Regions from separate parts of the Mus musculus genome. Here regions 2, 3 and 4 are each linked to region 1. A link is a contact called in public HiChIP or PLAC-seq and promoter capture Hi-C data. All regions are on one chromosome and are shown on one strand. The core of a region is the stretch at or near the end of the contact, and the rest is flanking DNA. Distances in the headings are between cores, read along the strand shown. Region 1 holds the start of Rnf170 (ring finger protein 170). Region 2 holds the start of Eif4ebp1 (eukaryotic translation initiation factor 4E binding protein 1). Region 3 holds the start of Htra4 (HtrA serine peptidase 4). Region 4 holds the start of Brf2 (BRF2, RNA polymerase III transcription initiation factor 50kDa subunit).

Evidence for each region. Promoter capture Hi-C pulls out the DNA fragments that hold promoters and counts their contacts. HiChIP or PLAC-seq counts read pairs in DNA pulled down with a chosen protein or histone mark.
Region 2: a contact with region 1 is called in a promoter capture Hi-C map of pre-B cells, with 3 times the contacts expected there. The contact joins the promoter of Eif4ebp1 here to the promoter of Rnf170 in region 1. A contact is called at or near these places in 7 of 39 promoter capture datasets (the 3T3-L1 cell line, 3T3-L1-derived adipocytes, the C10 cell line and 3 more), 2 of 484 Hi-C or Micro-C datasets (the G1E-ER4 cell line and embryonic stem cells), 1 of 115 datasets of contacts at active chromatin or transcription factors (embryonic stem cells) and 2 of 9 other capture datasets (adipose tissue and liver).
Region 3: a contact with region 1 is called in a promoter capture Hi-C map of the C10 cell line, with 5 times the contacts expected there. The contact joins the promoter of Htra4 here to the promoter of Rnf170 in region 1. A contact is called at or near these places in 4 of 39 promoter capture datasets (the C10 cell line, the HPC-7 cell line, liver and 1 more) and 2 of 9 other capture datasets (adipose tissue and liver).
Region 4: a contact with region 1 is called in an H3K27ac HiChIP or PLAC-seq map of extraembryonic endoderm stem cells, with 9 times the contacts expected there. The contact joins the promoter of Brf2 here to the promoter of Rnf170 in region 1. A contact is called at or near these places in 10 of 39 promoter capture datasets (the 3T3-L1 cell line, the HPC-7 cell line, HPC-7-derived erythroid cells and 7 more), 1 of 484 Hi-C or Micro-C datasets (CD4 T cells), 1 of 115 datasets of contacts at active chromatin or transcription factors (extraembryonic endoderm stem cells) and 1 of 9 other capture datasets (liver).

Annotation. Positions count from the first base shown.
Region 1 is chr8:26,117,078-26,121,920 of GRCm38.p6, reverse strand. Rnf170 (ring finger protein 170) reads right to left here and starts at 2,553. Exons shown (of 8, transcript NM_029965.4): 1 at 2,321-2,553; 2 at 1,358-1,481. Hook3 (hook microtubule tethering protein 3) reads left to right here and starts at 2,697. Exons shown (of 22, transcript NM_207659.3): 1 at 2,697-2,963. The coding sequence starts at 2,907.
Region 2 is chr8:27,258,262-27,263,104 of GRCm38.p6, reverse strand. It overlaps Eif4ebp1 (eukaryotic translation initiation factor 4E binding protein 1), which reads right to left and starts at 2,778. Exons shown (of 3, transcript NM_007918.3): 1 at 2,555-2,778. The coding sequence starts at 2,696.
Region 3 is chr8:25,036,195-25,041,037 of GRCm38.p6, reverse strand. It overlaps Htra4 (HtrA serine peptidase 4), which reads left to right and starts at 2,076. Exons shown (of 9, transcript NM_001081187.3): 1 at 2,076-2,647; 2 at 3,000-3,099; 3 at 3,845-4,049. The coding sequence starts at 2,164. Plekha2 (pleckstrin homology domain-containing, family A (phosphoinositide binding specific) member 2) reads left to right here. Exons shown (of 12, transcript NM_031257.3): 12 at 1-1,894.
Region 4 is chr8:27,125,946-27,130,788 of GRCm38.p6, reverse strand. It overlaps Brf2 (BRF2, RNA polymerase III transcription initiation factor 50kDa subunit), which reads left to right and starts at 2,157. Exons shown (of 4, transcript NM_025686.2): 1 at 2,157-2,368; 2 at 3,270-3,329; 3 at 4,648-4,843. The coding sequence starts at 2,215.

The sequences.
Region 1 (4,843 bases), core at 1,304-3,803:
TGTATTTATTGTTATTCAATAAAGTCTAATTTTGGAATGACACATACATGCTTATCTGTTTCTGACATGTGTGCTCACAACCAAATCCAAAATCTGTCATATGGAACAGCAGCACCATCTTCCCCTGAACTCTCAGACTGCTGTAGCTGAGAACTAACCTCCATCTGGGCAAGGCCTACAAAGACAGCTCAGGAAAGGCCCACTCCCCTCTCTTGGGTCTTTTTCTAACACTGTCATGGAAAGGGCTACCCTTTTCTAGTAGGAATACTAAGATTTCCTATAACAAAGAAAAAACGGGTCCTCACCCAACTCCCCCGTCCCCCTCCCCTGCCCCGGGTTCATATAGCATCCTGATGGTCAGATGGCTTCTGTAATCGTTATCAAGGAGTTCTTAATATCATTTCTGCCCCGAAAAGTAATTAGAAGCATAAAATAAACCAGTAATGCTACACAGGGCATAAAAACACTGCAGACTCACAGATTTGAAAAGACATACTTTATCACCACTGTATCACAGCTTTTGAAAGCCCAAGTGGTTACAGATACCACAGTCCCTCCCAAATGGCTAAAACCTGTGGCCGTGAAGCTAAAGGCAAGGCCGAAGTCAATGTAATCTACACTTACTATCTGTTTACCTAATCAGCTTTAGTCACTGAAAGGTGACACCGGTTCTACAGAAACATTTCAGCATGGAATGCTGGACCTCTAGTCTGACAAAGATCCAGAGGCACCCACATAGATACCATAAGAACAGGAGATTCAAAGTTAGGATTTCTCAAGGTATCTCTGCTCCTGTTAAGAAGAATGTTCGCAGGAAAAACCTTTGAGAAGGCTTCAGATACAGTTATTTATTTGCTTATTTTTGGTACCAAAGATTGGTGTTTGCTAGGGTAGTGAATCTAGCACTACCTCCTCAGCCCAAGATTTTTCGAATCTATGAAACGATCGATTACATGTGATCATCAAGCAGTAGTCGATAAAAGGATCATTTTAAAAAATTTAATGCTGCCAGCGGTGGTAAGCCTTTGATCCCAGCAATCAGGAGGCAGAGGCAGGCAGATCTCTGAGTTTGAGGCCAGCCGGGTCTGCAGAGCAGGTTCCAGAATTGCCAGGGCTACACACACACACACACACACACACACACACACACACACAGCCAACCACGCAAGCAAAACAAAACAAAAACTCAATGTTTTTTTGAAATCCTAAAAGCTCAGCGAGAAAACCAACTTCAAATGGGAAAGAAGTCCCCAGGAACTGAAGAAAAAAAAAAAAAAAGTGAAGGTGTGCCCTGGGAAGATAACTTCTTCCCAGGCACTGCTAATCAAAGACTGCATGATCTGGTGGTTATGCATACCTTTGAATCCAAGATTCTCCTAGGACTCCAAAGCATATATCTTGTATCTTGTTGTCTTGGAAACGCCAATATCTTTGCATTAAGGTCGACTGTTTATTATAGCATTATTCTTAGACGCCCTAAGCTGGAACAAAGTGCACATCAATAGTAGAACGGGTACAAGGCTGTAGTCACACAATAGGATATTAGACAATCATGGGATTTTTGCAGATAATTTAATATTATTTAAAAGCCAAAGCCACAATACATATCCATTCATAAAAGTTCAAAATCAAACAAAGGAAAATTATACTACATGCATAGTCATCTGGTTAAAAAGCTAAAAGGGAAAGCTTTTAAAATAAAGTAAGTGCCTATCACAAAAATCAGATTAGAGATGGTATGGATGGAAGAACTCTTGGGAATGTGGCAATTCATTTTATTAATATTCCTCAAACATGTACTGCTACGCACTGTTCTGCATGCGACTTAAAAACGTATATGAAACCTTCTACAAGGCTTGTATTAAAAAAAAAAAATCGAAAGTCGGGCAAGGATGCACCTCAATGAAGCCAACTCCTAGCACAAGAAGCAGGCCTTAGGAACAGCAAGGGTCCTTACGCACTGGGGAACTGGCGTCCACCCTCTGTCACTTTGGGTAAAGTTTTTTGTGGGAGAAGGGGGCTCCAAGGAGGAACGCCGGGCTCCCCACAGCCGGGCCAAACCGGCCCCCAGCCTCCGAGACGCGCCCACGTCAGCCGTTCCACCTTCGCCCGGAGGGAGACTCTGGGCAGGCTCCGGCGACTCAGGGAAGGCTGCGCTCCGGCTTCCGGAGGGAAGCGGTGGGCGCGGAGCCTACCCTCGCGCGGTCCCGCAGCTCCCCCCACCGCCACCGCGCCGAGTCCCGCAGTCCGCGGGTCCCCGGCCCGCCCGTGCGGGGGCGTGGCCTGGCACACGCCCGCGGCCGGAGAGGGGGGCGCGTACCTCGTCGCGGCCGAGGAACTACCGGGCCAGTCGGCGGGTCGGCATAGAGCTCATTTCCGGGGACTACCTAGCTACTCCTCCCGTGCAAACTACAGGCGGCTTCTTAAGCCAGAGCGCCGGCGTCAGCGCACGCGCAGTGCGGAGCCCCGGCGAGGGTGAGCGGACTGGAGAGACACACAGACCGGCCGCCACCGCAGGGCCCGGCCGGGGCGCGCGCCCGCGGGCCTTGGACTGGCTCTGGGAGCGCGCCTCTAGGGGCGGGGCTGAGCGAGCGCGAGCGTGCGCAGTGGCCCTCGGACCTCGGGACTCGCGCTACGCGGCGCGGCGGGGCGCGGCGCTCGCGCAAGAGGGCGTGGGCTGGCGGCGCCGGGTGCGCGCAAGGGAGTGCGCGGCCCCGAGCGAGGGAAGGAGGGGCTGGTGACAGTGCGGAGCGATTGCCAGCGTCCGCGCCCCGGGAGCGGACGGACGGAAGAGAAGGTCCGCCAGACGCCCGGTCTGCTGCCTGACCCCTTCGGACTCAAACCCCGAGCCGAGCGGCCGCGGCTTCTGGTTGGTTGAAGGGAGACGCTGCGGCCACCCCAGGAAGATGTTTAACGTGGAGTCTGTGGAGCGGGTGGAGCTGTGCGAGAGCCTGCTCACTTGGGTACGTGGTGGGCAGCGGGCCGGTGGGAAAGCTCCGCCACCTTTTCGCGGACACCGGTGCTCGTCCCGGGGGGCGAACGCCCCGGGGCGACCTGCCGTCACATCCGGGGCTTGGGACGGGCGGAGCTGAGTAGCCGGTGCGGCCGCGTCTACACCCGCGGCCGGGTCAGGGTCAGCAGGGAGAGGCCGGGCTCAGGCAGGCTGGGCCCAGGGTCCAGGAGGAACTTGTCCGGCCTGAGATGTTGGCTGCTGTCCGAGAGGAAACCTGCCCGGTGGGGGCTAATGATGGGGTGCAGGCGACACTGTAATTAGGACTGTTTGCCTTGATGAGGCGCTGGCGTTTCGCTCCCAAGCTCCCAGTGATCCAAAGCGTTGGTTCTGCCTGGGCGCCCGGTAGAGGCAGTCGGGACCCCCTAGTTAAGCGATGCTGCTCGCCTTTGTTGTAGCGTTCAGCCAGGATGGAGTGTAGCCCCTTGAGGGATGGATGAAGCCCTGCCCATTGGAAAATAGTACATTGGCAGGGTGGATAGACAAAACATGAAGAATCACTCAGAGGCAAAACATTTAAAACGCGAGATGCATTTTGACTGTTATAAACGATGTGATGGTACCTATAAAAGGAACCAACGATAAAAATGTTGAACTGGAAAAATTGAGGGATTTCGTAATGGAACTGAAACACATTTTTAAAGCACCATGAGATTCTAATTTGGAATTGATGAGGGTTAAGGTTATCGAATTTTCAAGTAAACATGCAGGATTTTGTCAATAGTCATGGCTTAAACGGCCCTTTTCATTAGCTGGACAGTTAACCGTGTTTGTTTCTGGTTTTCATATGCTGGTTGGAGGTAGGTCCAGGCATATATGCAGAGCCATGGGATAAACCAGGAACATTCATTTTACTTACTGCTAGAAATGTTAGCTGTCCTTTTTAGAAGAACCCAGATACATTTACAGTGGCTATTGTGATACATGTTAATTTTGTTTGCTTATTGGGGGAGATGGTAGTATTTGGGCCTCCTGCATTTTAAGGGAAGGCTCTACCACTAAGCTGTTCATCTCCTGGTCTTAGTCACTTTAAAGGTAAAATGCAAATAGCAAAAAATTCTACTGAACAGTGCCTTAGGTTAGAGGTTCAGATCTCTGGAAGGTAACCATCACTGTTTTGTGCAGGAACACTGCCGAGAAGTTTGAGAACTGTTAACTTAGGTCGGTTGTAATAAATGTAAGAAAAGTAGAATCTACAGATGTGTGTGCATTTGAGATAGGATCTTGCTATGTGGCCCATTTTGACCTCAAACTATGATCTTGAATTTGTAGCAGTCTGCCTGCATCACTACACCCAGCTTGAAGTTTTGTTTTTGTTTTTGTTTTTTTATAAACTGGGTATGTCATTAATCTGATTGTGCCCTTTGAAGCAGCCTTTATACAATGGAGACCTTTATGGTTTGGTTTTGTGTTAGATCATTCTTGTAATTTCAGATCACTGGAAATAGTGCATAGTTAACATGCTCTGTAAGTTCCAACTTCAAGCCTGAAGCTAGACTTCACTGCTATGCTTCAGATAGAGAACGGCGATAGGTGACACGACAGAGCTACACCTCAGCCAAGTTTCAAATTATTCTTTAAACCAGGAAGACTTTTGAAAGGATGGGAAATGTTTCGTGCCCTGTCAGTATATAACAAGCTAGCCCAACAGAATATGCTTAAACATTAAACCTTATCCCCTCTTCCTTCCCCCTGAAGCAAGATGTATTCCTACCTGATAGGGTAAACAAAACAAAACACAAAAACCTATGGCATTACATCTGTCAGTCCCCTTTTAAAAAAATTCCCCCTTGTGTAACTGATGTGTGCACATGGGCACAGTTGGCAGCATAT
Region 2 (4,843 bases), core at 1,529-4,028, 1.1 Mb before region 1:
AGGTCAAGTCACATGCCAAGGAGTATAGGAAGCTTAAGTTCAAGAAACCTGACTTTATGCCTGGATATGAGATCTACTTTGCCAGACTCCTAAAGATCTGGAAAGGCAAGGAAAAAAGCCGTGTGTGTGTGTGTGTGTGTGTGTGTGTGTGTGTGTGTATACATATATGTGTATATATGTGTGTGTGTGTGTGTGTGTGTGTATACATATATGTGTATATATGTGTGTGTGTGTGTATACATATATGTGTATATATGTGTGTGTGTGTGTGTATACATATATGTGTATATGTGTGTGTGTGTGTGTGTGTGTGTGTGTGCGTGTATGGGCTTTGTTTGTGTGTTGTTTATCCCTTTCCCTTGTAACTCCTGAGTACTCAAAATGGAATGTGAGCCAATCAAGCATATAATGGTTAGGCAGATGACTCAGTCCTGATTCAAGCTCATGGGCTTTATACGCCCATAGATCCAGAGGACAGAGTAGACCTCAGGGTGATTCACTTGACCTTGAACTCCCAGCTGGCCCCTGATACAAGTAAGAAAATTCAAAAGTTAGATGGATTTGCAGAGAATAGATGAGAGCAAAGAGAAATAGCCCAAAGGGTATTCAACAGCTGTTAACCCCGGAATTACCAACACTCAGTAAGGTGAGGCAGGAGGATCTCTGTGTAGCCCTGGCTCTCCCGTAACTCACCCTGTAGACCTCTGCACTCGGATTCCGTATCTCGTTGGGGTGCTAAGTGATGAGAAACATTCTGGAGCAAATGGGTCAAGCTTCTGCCCTTTAGCAGAGGCGACCTGGAATGAATGGCCTTTGGGAAAAGATCCCACTCCTTAAATTAACTGGCTTTGGCAGAAACAAGCAAGTCTTTCCTCGAGCTATGGACTGTGTGACACACAAACAACAACAACAGCAACAAAAATCTGACAAGGGCCAGCTGGCTTTGGGGACCTGACACTGCTTTCTTTCAGTTAAGAAGCAAATGCTACACTCTAAGGAAACCCCTTCCTCTTCAAAGACAACGGGAACTACCTGGTCTGCCAACGGACACTTCGCAGACCACAGTGAGAAGTGGATCAGAGTGCATTACAAACAGTACTGGCTATTGCTACCCAGCTAACCTGTTCATCCAGAAAGGGACGGGCAAGAGAGAAAATAAACGTTTCCCAGAGCCTTTAGGTCTGTATCGGTGCCTATAAAAAATAAAAATAAAAAATACACCCTGATTCACACCTCGCCTAAAAGGACTCAACTCTCTGTGAAACTTTGTGCTCAACACAAAGTTCTGCGAAAAGACAAAGGGGCAACAGCGTGAACTAAAAAGTGGCCAGCGGGGTTGAAGAACTCCAGTAACGGGAGGCCAGAAGCCTGCAGAAAACTTTTCCTTTGGGCCGTTTCTAATAAGAGGGAGCCGGCTTTCTCCCCCTGCCCTGCTTGCTACTTCTTGCTGAGTGTAGGAACTCAGCATGACGATGCACAACAGACACGTGCTCAAGCAGCGAGGCCTTGGTGCTGTGTCCTGAAGATCACAGAACCCAGTGGACACTGACTGAGCTCCAAGATCCCTTCATCGGTGCCTTGGTTCTGGGATCTGGCTGTGCTCCCTGGTGCAGGGACAGCTGCCCGAGAAAATAGGCATGTGGCCCGGCTGCGCCAGCAGTAGCCCAAGGTTCATCACCGCGCCAGGATTCCTCTTGTTTTTGAGTTGTAAGAGGAGTAGTTGGGGGAGGAGACCGGGGAGGGGAGAAGCGCAAAAGTGGGTGGGAGCGGCGCGAGGATTGGGAGGGAAGTAGTGAGCCACGAGGATTTCATCATGCAAACAGGCGGGTAGGTTTCATCAGCGTCTATACTGGGGCTCCAGGGCAAGCTGGGAATGCCTGGTTCCCGGAGGCCGGCCCCCACCCGCGCCAACTCAGCTTCCTCTTCCTCATCCTCCGCCACTTGGGCCAGTTCAACGCTGTGCCCTGCCCCCCAGGCCCGAGGAACGTGTTGTTCTGCACTACACCAGACGCCGCCCCTGCAGGAATCTCTCTCTTAACACAAGCCACAGGTGGCAGAGAAGCACCCTCAGCGTCCAGCCTCCATTAATGAGCGAGTGTCCAAAGCAAAGAGGGCTGCCTCCGGAAAGGTTAAAAAAAAAAAAAGTGTGCAGGCGTCACTTATTCCAAGGGAGATCAACTAAACTTAATCTCCAGGCCAGCCTCTTTCCCTGATCTTGTCCCACCCCAAACTGCCCTGACACCCACAGAGGTCGCCCTTAAGCACATGGTGGTCCTGGCAGAGTGCCTATCTGTATGCTCAGGGCACTCTGCCGTATCTCCCAGGAAAAGGCTAATAATGCAGGCAGTTTGCAGCCGGGTTCCAGACCACGCTCCACCACACCCAGAAGGCGAGCAACCGAGACGGTGACCCTTCTGCTTTCCCGACGCCCCTCGTCCGTTCTGGCCAGCTACCGAACCCCTCGAATGCCGCCCTCCCCGTCGCACGTGAGACTCCGGATCCCGACGTATCCTCCAGCCCCCCGAGGTCGCCCGTGACCCCGGCCAGCGCCTACCTCCCGGGGTGGTGCTGAAGAGCGTGCCGCCCGGAGTGGTGCTGTAGTCCCCGGGCGGGAGCTGCACGCCATCGCCGAGGGCTACGCGGCGAGTGGGGATGGCCCGGCTGGGAGTCTGGCTGCAGCTGCTGCCCGCCGACATGTCTCCTGCACGCCGCCCACGACCCTCCAGCAACCCCGCGGCACCTCGGCCCAGCCCTTCTCGTGCCCGGCCCGCCCCTTCCGCCTGGGCTCCACGCCCCCTGAGACTTGCGGTCCGCCCGGCCCCACCCAGCCCCAGCCCGCTGCCTGCAAGTGGTTCCCCAGCTGCTGACCTAGGCAGCTTCTGTCCTCTCCAGTGCAGGAACCCCAGTGTGGGCCCCTTGGGTTCCCTGGTTCCTCCCCGAGACTCTGGGAAGATCTAGGTAGGGATGACGGTGGCAGAACTCTCCGATTTGGTGGCAGCGTCTCAGCGCACCAGACCGCCTGCTTTCTATATTAGGATGTGACCTCTCGATCCCAGGCCGATCCTCAGAGAAGAAAGGGTGGGCTGATCCTTCGCCATTCTTAACGTTTCTACAGCTTTTACAGTTTTACAGTTTTTAGGAGTCAGAGCAGCGGCTGCACAGCGCACATTCCTGGACTTGGAAGGAGTAGTGGAAGAGTAAGAGGGACCTAGCCAGCCAGCTAGGAACCGAATATAAATCTGATGAGGAATGGGCAGGATCGAAGCTCTGCGTACTGTGGGCTGGGAGGATTAGAGTTAACCGGTCAAAGATCCGCATAGTACTTGGACTGGGTTCCACTCCAGCACTTTGTCTGGTAGTCACTAGGGAGGGAAGGGAAAATGCATGTCCAATCGGTTACAGTGTCTGTGTCAATCAATCTCCATATGGTAGGAAATGCCTATAATCCCGACCGTGAGGAGGCTGAAGCCCTAGGAGGATCCCAAGTTGACAGCCGAGGGAGGGCCAGAACCCTGTTCTCACTGTTGTCCGGGCTGGCCTGAGAGAACACACTGGGCCACCTTCCTCCCTTTGGGAGAAGCATGTTGAAAGGGGTTTTGCTTTTTGCCTTGTTTGGTTGTTCTAGAGGCCCCAGATTTCCTGGAACTACGATTTCAGGGAAGGGCCTGTTTATAAAGTCCAACATCCAAGTTCAGCATTCAAGTGGTCCACACTTGTCCCAGCAATGAGGAGACTGAAGCAGGAGGATTCTAGCCTGTGCTACCCAGCAAAACCCTGTCTCAGACACAGAAAGAAGAGAGAGAGACTTAAGCTGGGCATGCTAGCTCAGAGAAACTGAGACAGGAGCATTACAGAAAAGCTGAGGGCAGACATGGTTGTGGCGAGTTTGATGCACAGCCTGGGCCAGACATGTTAAGACGCTGTCTTAAACCGTGAAAGAGAGAGAGAAAAAAAAACACGGGGAAGGGGAAGCTTGGAACACAGCTCACTTGGTAGACAGTTTACCACGTATACACTAAGTCCACGGTTAAATCCGAAGCATCAACATAAAAACTGAACGTGGTGGCACTTTGTAAGCTTATAATCCTAGAACTCGGGAAGGGAAGGTTGGGGGATCAGCACTCGGGAGGCAGAGGCAGGCAGATTTCTGAGTTCGAGGCCAGCCTGGTCTACAAAGTGAGTTCCAGGACTGCCAGAGCTACACAGAGAAACCCTGTCTCAAAAAAACAAAAACAAAAAAACAAAAACAAAAACAAAAAAAAAACAAAAAAAAATTGGCCAAGCCAAGCCCAGTGGCTCTCTCTTACAGCTGCCTACAGACCCAAATAAGAAACTCTCATCTACATCTCCAGCACCATGTCTGCCTGTGTGCCACCATGCTCCCTGCCATGATGACAATGGACTAAACCTCTGAAACAGCAAGAAACCTCAATTGAATGTGCTCTTTTATAAGAGTTGCAGTGGTCATGGTATCTCGTCACAGCAATAGAACACTGACTAAGACAGTGTTCTATTACCCCTAAGGCACTTGGATAAGTTGAGGAGTTAAAGATGATTGCCCACAAGCCTACAGCCACAGCTAGGAGGGACCTGAGCCTGAGGGTAAGCACCGTTTCCCTGCCTTGGTAGCTCCATTGAGTAGCTTTCCAGGGAAGATAAGCTTCCCTCCTGGGCTTTGCGAACCACATGGCCCTGAGAATGATCGTTTTAGAGTTTTCTTACAAATTCCCTGCTCAATTCTTTCTCTTGCAGACCCATTTTGCCTATGGTGATTTCTGCCTCTCTCAGAGCAGGCACTCATTCATATCAAGTCTTCTAATGGAATATAAAAGGATATGGGGGA
Region 3 (4,843 bases), core at 827-3,326, 1.1 Mb after region 1:
ATGCTCTTTCAAATGTGACTGTGACCCTGAATCTGGTGCCACACTGAAGACTTCTGGGCTCCGTGTGTGGGAGCTGTCCCCCGACTTTGTCTGGCCTTGTGATCCTGATGAAAAGAAAACCAAACAAAAATCAGTGGGCTTCTTTCTCTTTCTGTTCATGATCTTGTGTGTCTCCCATCCCCTAAAAAAAAAAAAAAAAAAAAAACTTTTGTGTGTTTTGGTTTTTCAGGGTTCGGGGATTATTTATTTAGGAGCGAATAAGGTTACAACCTACTTCAAAAGTCAGTGCCCTTTGTCTCTGGTTTCAGCTTAAAATCTTCCCCTAGAAAATTCTTTGGCTGCTCAACAGAATTGCTCAATGTGAAGATGAGGAACGAATGAAAAATAAATCAGGAACTCCTGAAGGGCCTCGAACATGCCCTGGCTCAAGGAAATGAGGTCATCTTTTGGCGTTTAAATTGCAAAATCTGTCTGTCCCTCTCTTAGAAACTGTTGGCTTGGTTATTAGTGCTGCATCAACGGGTCCTTACAGAAAGTTGAGAGGTTTCGGTACACACTCTGAGATCATGTTAAACACAATGCGGTGTATATTATGCAAACAAAGGAAAAGTACAGTTTCAGTGATCCTAACCAGCCCATACATGAGACTTGCAAGTTAGAACATTGTTAATAGCGGTGCCCAGAAAATATAATTATCTTTGTGAAGCCTCAAAACATTTAAAGTCTCAATTCTTGTTTCAGAATTCCCCTTCTGTCTGTATTTACACACATACACACACCCTTTAAATTTGTTTTTTGCTAGAGTCTTGCTACGGAGTCCAGGCTGGCTTTGAACTGATAATCCTCCTGCCTCAGCCTCCTGAGTGCTTGGATTACAAGTCTATGCCACCATATCCAGCCTAGGACAGTATTTTAATGTGAGCCAAAGATGGTGCATAAACCTTTAGTTTTCAAGGTGTGATGGCGTGTGGGTTTGTGGTTAAGCATAGATTGTGGATAAATCCGAAGGGATTTCTGGATTATAAAAGATACTGCATTTCCTGTGTGGAATAAAAGCAGTCTCTGGGGTTGGGTCCTTCTATAAAGCTTCGAAGGTATTGTTCTCTGTAGCTGAAGTATGTCCTATCCATTACTCTTCAATGCTTTGGTGGACTTGCTTACTCGGGTCAGGTGATAATCAGGGGAAAAAAAAAAAAAAGAAGCGTGTGTTTTTCATTCTCCGAACCACACCGAGGATATGGGAGACCGCAAACTAAAGTGGCACCTCTGGTCAAAGTGGCGGAGTGACAGCTCTACTTCCAAGTAGAAGGCTGCCCCTCCGGGAAGATTTAAGGTCCATCGTCCTAGTTTACTGGAAGCAAACTGGTTTGGTTTGGTTTTCCCCTTTCTACACAGGACTTATATGACCCTCTGAGTAAGCAGTGGACTGGTAATTGAGCGGTAGACTTGATACTTGTTTTCAGTGTCAACCAAATAAACAGCTATCTGGTAGCAGACGGCAGTGTTTTTGAAATTAGGCTTCCCATGTCGCCTGTTTAACCTCCTCCCCCACCCCCACCCCCCAAAATCTGTTTTCCTCAGTCCCTCGTTCTCTCTCTGTGTTATTGCCTGCCTGAGTCAATTATAGTCACTTATACCAGGTAGGCGTTGAATCAAGTGAATATTTGGCAAAAACACACAGTGTGACTGCTGGGCCCTCTGTTTATGAAGGTGTGGCATGCCCCGTTTGAGCCAGTGTTTGAGCCGTGAAACACCTCCTGCAAGCACTGAGCTTAGTGCATGGAAACTCCAGCTTCTTACGTTGTGTGAGCTCCTAATTGGTATGTAGCAAAACGTCATTTTCTAAAAACTGGTTGGTTGCTTGTTTTGTAATAAAAACATGTGAAATAGGAAATCTGGTTGTGTGTTTTCCTGGTCAGATCTCGTGGCCGTGGGTGGGTGGTCACGTTTCTCCCTTGCCCCAAGACTGGTTTTTGAGTGGACCCCTCCCTTCATGGCTTTGGGGTGGGTGGCCCTTGTCCTGGGATGGCATGGGTGGTGGGTGATATATGGGTGTGTGTGTGTAGAAGTGAGCCAGACTCTGACCTTTATAAAGTCCGAAGGCTGGCTGAGGCAGCATCCAGGCCAGGAAAAACAGTCGAATCGACGAGGTCAGGGAGCAAGATGAGCTTCCAGCGGTTGTGGGCTGTGCGAACACAGTTTCTCCTGCTGTGGTTGCTGCTACCAGCCGTGCCTGTTCCGTGGGCCGAGGCCAGGAGGTCCAGAGTCTCGCTGCCCTGTCCCGATGCCTGCGATCCCACGCGCTGCCCGACTCTGCCTACCTGCTCGGCCGGCTTGGCGCCGGTTCCCGATCGCTGCGGCTGCTGCCGAGTGTGCGCCGCGGCCGAGGGCCAGGAGTGTGGCGGGGCGCGGGGCCGGCCGTGCGCCCCAAGGCTGCGCTGCGGCGCCCCGTTCTCCCGGGATCCCTCGGGGGGCGCGTGGCTGGGCACCTGCGGCTGCGCGGAGGGTGCTGAGGATGCGGTAGTGTGCGGCAGCGATGGGCGCACCTACCCCAGCCTATGTGCGCTCCGCAAGGAGAACCGAGCCGCTCGCCAGCGGGGCGCGCTCCCGGCTGTGCCAGTGCAGAAGGGTGCCTGCGAGGAAGCAGGTGAGCGGGGCGCGGGCGAATCTCCTGACACTTCTCTTACTTTTCAGAGGGAGATGAAGTGAGTGCTCTAACTTCGCTCGCTCGCGAATTCAGTGGGCCTTCCTTCGCCATCTCTAGGGATTCAACCTGTTGTGGTTGTTCCTGGTGTTCTTGCCTGGTTAATTTTGGTCTCTTTACTGGCTGCCACTGGGCTTCCCTTTCTCCTTTTCTTCCCTCTGGTAGGACAGGGAGGGTCCTTTCATCTCCTGGTCTGGAGAACCTTCAGAGAAAGAGGGACGGGGAGATGCTGGGGAATTTTGAGATGCGACACCTGCATCCAGGGACGCACTCACCGTGGACCGTTTATTCACAGGGACCACAAGAGCAGGGCGGCTCCGGAGAAAGTACAACTTCATCGCCGCAGTGGTGGAGAAGGTGGCGCCGTCTGTGGTCCACTTGCAGCTGTTCCGCAGGTAAAGGTCCCATCTAGGATCAACTACCTCACCTGCTGGTTGCCAGATTTCTGACCATTAAAACCGCTGTGAGGAAACACAGATTCAAAGAGTTGGCTGGGGTGTAGGTGGGCAGTAGAATTCCGCAAAGCCTGCAGGAGACCTGACTTGCTAAGAGTTATTTCGCTAAAGAGCAAAGAGCCAAGCGCAAGGATTCTGGCTTCTAAATTGAAGCTACAGCAGTGCGTATTGGTGACTGGTGTTTCTTTCTCCCCGGTATCCCACAGCAAAACTAAAGGCTGACTGTAGGAGCTAGTAGTGAGCATTTGGTGGGCTTGTTTAGCCTTAGCACTCGCTTGCATGCAAGGAAACCCAAATGGAGAGCAAACTTAGTTTGTTCTGAGTCACAACGCCAGTTGGTAGTGGGAACTAAGAGCTAGATTCTGAGGCTGTGGCAGTAGTGTGAGCACAGGGTTAGCACCAGGTTTGGCCTGTTCGCTGCAGATGACAGACACACAGGTTCCCACACTGATCTAAAGGAGGAGACACCATCCTGGACCCAGATCTCAGTTGTGTTCAGAAAAGATGGCCAGGACGAGCTTCAGGCAGCTCACAAAGCACATGGAAGTGGGTAAGGCAAGAGTAAATGCATGAGAAAACTGGAAACGTAGCTGATAAACGTGAGGCTTCCTGCGACTCACACACAAAGGCTGGATTCCCTGATTTCCCTCCCTTCTGCTCACGCTACTGACTTGTTCCGGAACAGATCACCTCTCACCAACCAGGAAATCCCTTCCTCCAGCGGCTCTGGGTTCATAGTGTCTGAGGATGGGCTCATTGTCACCAATGCCCACGTCCTCACCAACCAGCAGAAGATCCAGGTAGAGCTCCAGAGCGGGGCCCGGTATGAAGCCACCGTCAAAGACATCGACCATAAACTGGACCTTGCACTGATTAAGATCGAGCCAGATGTGAGTACCTGAGAGAGCTGCTGAGTCAGAGCCTTCACATGTGAGGATTTCACAGTTCATGCTGGAATTCTTTTGTAATTCTCACTGTGCCTTTTCTTTGTATGTAGAGTATATGCCCGCACCCTACCCCCAGTATCCCAGCCAGCAGAGGCTACTGCTGCTGCTCCTCCCCCCTCTTCTTTTTCTCTCCCTCTTCCTCCTCTTCTCCTCCCTCTTCCTCTTCTTCCTCTTCTTCTTCTCCTCCTCCTTCCCCTTCCTCTCTTCTTGTCTTCTTCTTGTTCTTCCTCTGTTCTTCTTTCGCCTCTTTTCTTGTTCTTGTTGTTCTTGTTCTCCTTCTCCCCCTCCTCTCGTTGTTGTTGTTGTTGTTCTTCTTCTTCTCCTCCTCCTCCTCCTTCTCCTCCTCCTCATCCTTCTTCTCCTTCTCCTTCTTTTCCTCCTCCCCTCCTTCTCCTTCTTCTTCGAGACCACAGTGATGAGTGATGTGGAAGTTAAAATCTAGAGTATCACTGACCCTCACACCCCCTCTAACACCTCCCTCCGCACTTCTGCCCCTACCTGTTGTGATTCCAAGCTCCCGTCAGTAAATGAAGAACTTAGTTCCCGAAGCTGCGGTGGTACAGACTCCGGGTTCTCTTCCCATAGCTTCTCCCACTTTCCTCTGGCCCCCATCCCTGGCCATGTATAGGAGAGCCCAGAGTGAGGACAGGGATGGAAGGAAAAGCTTATCCTCATGAAAAGAGGTGGCGTACAGCATTGTAAAGTCAGCTCCTCTAGCTTGGGTTACCAACAGGACT
Region 4 (4,843 bases), core at 908-3,407, 1.0 Mb before region 1:
GGTTTCTCTGTGTAGCCCTGGCTGTCCTGGAACTTACTCTGTAAACCAGGCTGGCCTCGAACTCAGAAATTCGCCTGCCTCTGCCTCCCAAGTGCTGGGATTAAAGGTGTATGCCATGTATCAAAAGATGGCCTAGTCGGCCATCACTGCAAAGAGAGGCCCATTGGACTTGCAAACTTTATATGCCCCAGTACAGGGGAACGCCAGGGCCAAAAAGGGGGAGTGGGTGGGTAGGGGATTGGGGGGGTGGGTATGGGGGACCTTTGAGATAGCATTGAAAATGTAAATGAGGAAAATACCTAATTAAAAAAAAAGGTGTATGCCACCACCGCCCAGCCCTTTGGCGCTCTCTCTCTCTCTCTCTCTCTCTCTCTCTCTCTCATTTGTTTATTTATTTTACATATATGAGTACACAGTCACCAACACACAAGAGGGCATTGGATCCAATTACAGATGGATGTGAGCCACTATGTGGTTTCTGGGAATTGAACTCATGACCTCTGGAAGAGCAGTCAGTGCTCTTAACCCCTGAGGCATCTCTCCAGCCCCTTGCTTTTAACTCTTGATTTCCTGCCTTTACTTTCCAAGTGCTGGGGCAACAGGCGAGTTATATTAAAGTTCAATACAAGATTGTTTTCCCCTTTTCTCTCTTAAAAAAAAATTAAGAGAGGGTCTAGCTAGCCCTAGCTGGCCAGGCACTCACTCTGTACATCAAATTGCCCTTGGACTCAAAGAAACCTGCCTGCCTCTGCCTTCTGAGTGTCAGAATTAAAGGCACGTGCCACGTGGATAGCTCAAAGTTCAAGGTTTTAAACATGTCTGAGTCGGCCTGTAGCTTCCAGTTTGCCAAAAGTTGAAGGGGAGAGAGGAGGTGTGTGTGTGTGTGTGTGTGTGTGTATGTGTGTGTTTGAAGGCCAGATGTAGTAGCAAATGTCTTTAATCCTAGCACTCAGAAGGTAGAGAGAGGCAGATTTCTGTGAGTTTAAGACTATCCTGGTATATATAATGAGTTCCAAGACAGCCAGAGATATACAGTGACTCTTGTCTTAAAGTACAAAACAAAACAAAACACCCAAATCAAACCAACAATAAAATCCGACAATTTAAAATGCATTCTTACCAACTCCTAGCCTCCATCAATTCAGAAGATAGCATCTGAAACCCATGGAAAGGGTTTCCCCATATTCTGTAATGTTATTACCAGTGGTCCCTATCGTATGATATATGGCTCTCTTTGTTCTAAATCTAATGCAATCTTCATGTAACCACTTAACAGTTCTATGTGTTATTTGGAGAAACTTGTATCTATCTGTTCCTGGGCTCAAGTCCTCCTTTTTGGCTCTAGCATAAACTCTTGTACATCCTCTTTGAGGAGAGAACTATGGTTTTTCATGCTATTCTCTGAAGATATTTAAATCTACCACTCAAGATTTTAGTTCATCTTATTGTATTTATTTAGAGACATGTTCTTATTAAGTTGCTCTGACTGGACTGAACTCATTATGTACACCAGGCTTGGCTCAATCTCTACCTCCTAAATGCTAGGATTAAAGAAATATGTTGGAAAACAACAACAACAAGAGAGACTTTGAAAGAGAGACGGCAACTTAGTGTGGGGAGGTCCGTAGAGTACAACACAATTTACTGCTCTCTCACTGCAGAGTGATCTATTTTCTACTACGGTCAAACTTAACGTTCCTTACTACATAGAAAGGAAAAAACTGGTTCCACTTTTTTGAAGGGAGTTAAATCAGGCATGGTAATACAAGCCTGTAATCCCAGCATGTAGTAGGCAGAGGCAGGAGGATCAGTATTTTAGGTCAGCCTGGGCTACATAAGCATGATAGGCTAAAAAATAAATTATAAATTGGATAATATATTTTAAAAAATAGTGTTTTGCAGACAACAATTCCACATCTGTGGTTTGTGTCAACTCCCCACGTGGCCTAACCACAAAAACCCAGAGAGCCTGAGAAACAGTTAAATCCAGGAACCTCCCTTTCTAACTCAGGTTTCTACCCGAGTCCACAGAAGGGATCGGAAGTGGCGTACTGCCGAGGGGAGGAGCAAACTGCCAGCCGATTGGCCAGCTGGCCGGAGGAGGATGGTGCATCCGGAATAAGCGCCCCTCCACTTTATTGCCGCTGCCCAGTTACAAGTTCTCTGGGAGTTTGTGCCTGACGGCGGTACCGCAGCCCTGGACCGACCGACGAGATGCCGAACGGAAGCCGCTGCCCGGATTGCGGCTCCTCCGAGCTCGTGGAAGATTCGCATTATTCTCAGAGCCAGCTGGTGTGCTCCGACTGCGGCTGCGTGGTCACCGAAGGGGTCCTAACTACCACCTTTAGCGACGAGGGCAACTTCAGGGGTACTGGTCTTGAACCCGGGGATCGCCAGCCTTGGGCGGTGGAGTCCTTAAACCCAGCTCCCTCTTTCCAGCCTCCTCCCTTTCTTGGCCATGCGCACAGTTAAATGTGAGAGAATTGGGCTTAAGTAAACAGATGAGCTGGAGGAGGGTGCGATCCATCTGATTTCCCAGTACCTACAACGGTGTCTGGCATTGGGTGGGTATATTGGTTGGTGAATGAACGAAACGATAAAGGTTTCATTCGTCTTGTCAGACCTAGTCAGTGTTGAAGGAGTGCCGGTAAATTATTTGAAAATAACAACACGAACCATCATCTCCTAGCAGGTTTTAGCACTAATTGGCAACTTGCTCTCCTCTGCGTTCCACGCCATTGCTCTAGTACAGCGGTTCTCAACCGGTGGGTGGTGACCGCCGTGGTGTCCACAGAATCTTTCACAGGAGTCCCCTAAGACCATCCTGCATATAGGCGGTTTACATTATGATTCATAATGCAATTCATAATTCTCTTTTTTTTCTGTAGCTAATGCAATCTTCGTGTAACCATTACAAAATTACAGTTATGAAGTAGCAACGAAAATAATGTTAAGGTTGGGGGTCACCACAACGTGAGGAACTGTATTAAAGGGTGGCAGCATTAGGAAGGTTGAGAACCACTGCTCTAGCCCTTGGCTAATGCAGCCCTCAAAAGTGAATGTATCAGAGAAATTATTGGAAAATCAGAATTGCCAGTGCAGCTTTTAAAAATACAGTTCTGTCCTATTACTTTTACATAGATGGGTATCTTCTCTGAGGTAGAAGTAGATACACAGTCATTTGAAATCTCCCTGGCCTTATGCAGTCAGAGGGCAAGGAGGAGGTGAACGAAGGCCAGCTGGGTAATTTGTTGTTTGCTATTTTACAGAAGTGACATATTCTCGAAGCACTGGGGAAAACGAACAAGTTAGTCGCTGCCAGCAACGAGGTGAGAATCAAACTTTTTTCCCCCTTAAATTTCAGCTTTGCTTTTATTTATGTCACTGTTTAATGTTTTGATATTATGTGTATGGGTGTTCTTACTGCATGTATGTGTGTGTGTGCAGCATGTGCATGCCTGGTGCCCATGGAGTTAGAAGAGGGGGTTGGATCATCTGGAATTGCAGTTATAGATGGTCGTGAGCAGCCCTGTGGATGCTGGGAAGCAAACCCCAGGTCGTCTACAAGAGCAATAGTGCCTTTTAACTGCTGAGCCATCTCTCCAGCCCAGAGCATCAACCTTTTTTTTTCTTTTCTTTTCTTTTTTAAATATATTTTTTTATTACGTATTTTCCTCAATTACATTTCTAATGCTATCCCAAAAGTCCCCCATACCCTCCCCTCAACTCCCCTACCCACCCATTCCGGAGCATCAACCTTTTATGACACCGTGGCCTTAAAGACTTTTTTGTTTTGTTTTTGTTTTTCAAGACAGGGTTTCTCTGTGTAGCCCTGGCTGTCTTGGAACTCCCTCTGTAGACCAGGCCTGCCTTGAACTCAGAAATCCTCCTGCCTCTGCCTCCCAAGTGCTGAGATTAAAGGCGTGCGCCACCAACACCCGACTGAGATGGTTGTTTTGATGACCTAGTCTGTCTGTGTGTCCTTGTTTTCAGTGTTACTGGCGTCAGGCAGGCTGCGAGAGAACAGTTGTTAATGTGGCGTGTGCCTACAATCTCGGCACTCTGGGGTTGAGGCAGGAGGATAGAGTTTGAGGTCAGCCCAGCCTACATACTGAGTGTGTATTAAAAACTAAAAGGCATAGAGGTAGAGGAAGGTTTGGGTCTGCACAGAGAGCCTGAGTAAAAGCATGGCTTTGGAGCTAGGGGTAGGTCGGTGATAGAATATGTACCTATCATGTGTAAGGCTTGAGGTTCAATCCCCAGCACCAAAAAGAAAAAAAAAAGGAAAAAAAAAAAGAAAGAAAAGAAAAGACATTTTGCCTTGTCCATAAGTTAAAATACGAAGGTGGTGGATTGAATGTGACCTTTCTACAAGTGTTGTGCACCATTGGAAGGACCATGGTTCTAAAGGGCTAAGAATGTAGCTCGGTGATTAAAAGGTGTGCCCAGCATGGTTGAGGATCTCATGTAACTCCAGCTCCACAAAACACACGCCATATCAGGTGTCCTGTTAGCACAGAAGGGCATATTATTTGTGCATCTGGTATATATGGCAAGTTTAACAGAAGTCAATTAAGCCCTAGCAGAACTTGCTAGCAGTTGTACACTACTCTCTTTGACCTCTCTGCTTCCTGCATGTTTTCCTAGATCTCCGTCGAGTAAGAGACCTGTGTCGGATTCTGAAGCTGCCGCTAACGTTTGAGGATACAGCAATCTCCTACTACCAGAAGGCATATCAGCTGTCTGGGATCCGAGCTGCCAGGCTGCAGAAGAAGGAAGTGTTAGTCGGATGCTGTGTTTTAATCACCTGTCGGCAACATAACTGGCCCCTCACCATGGGAAC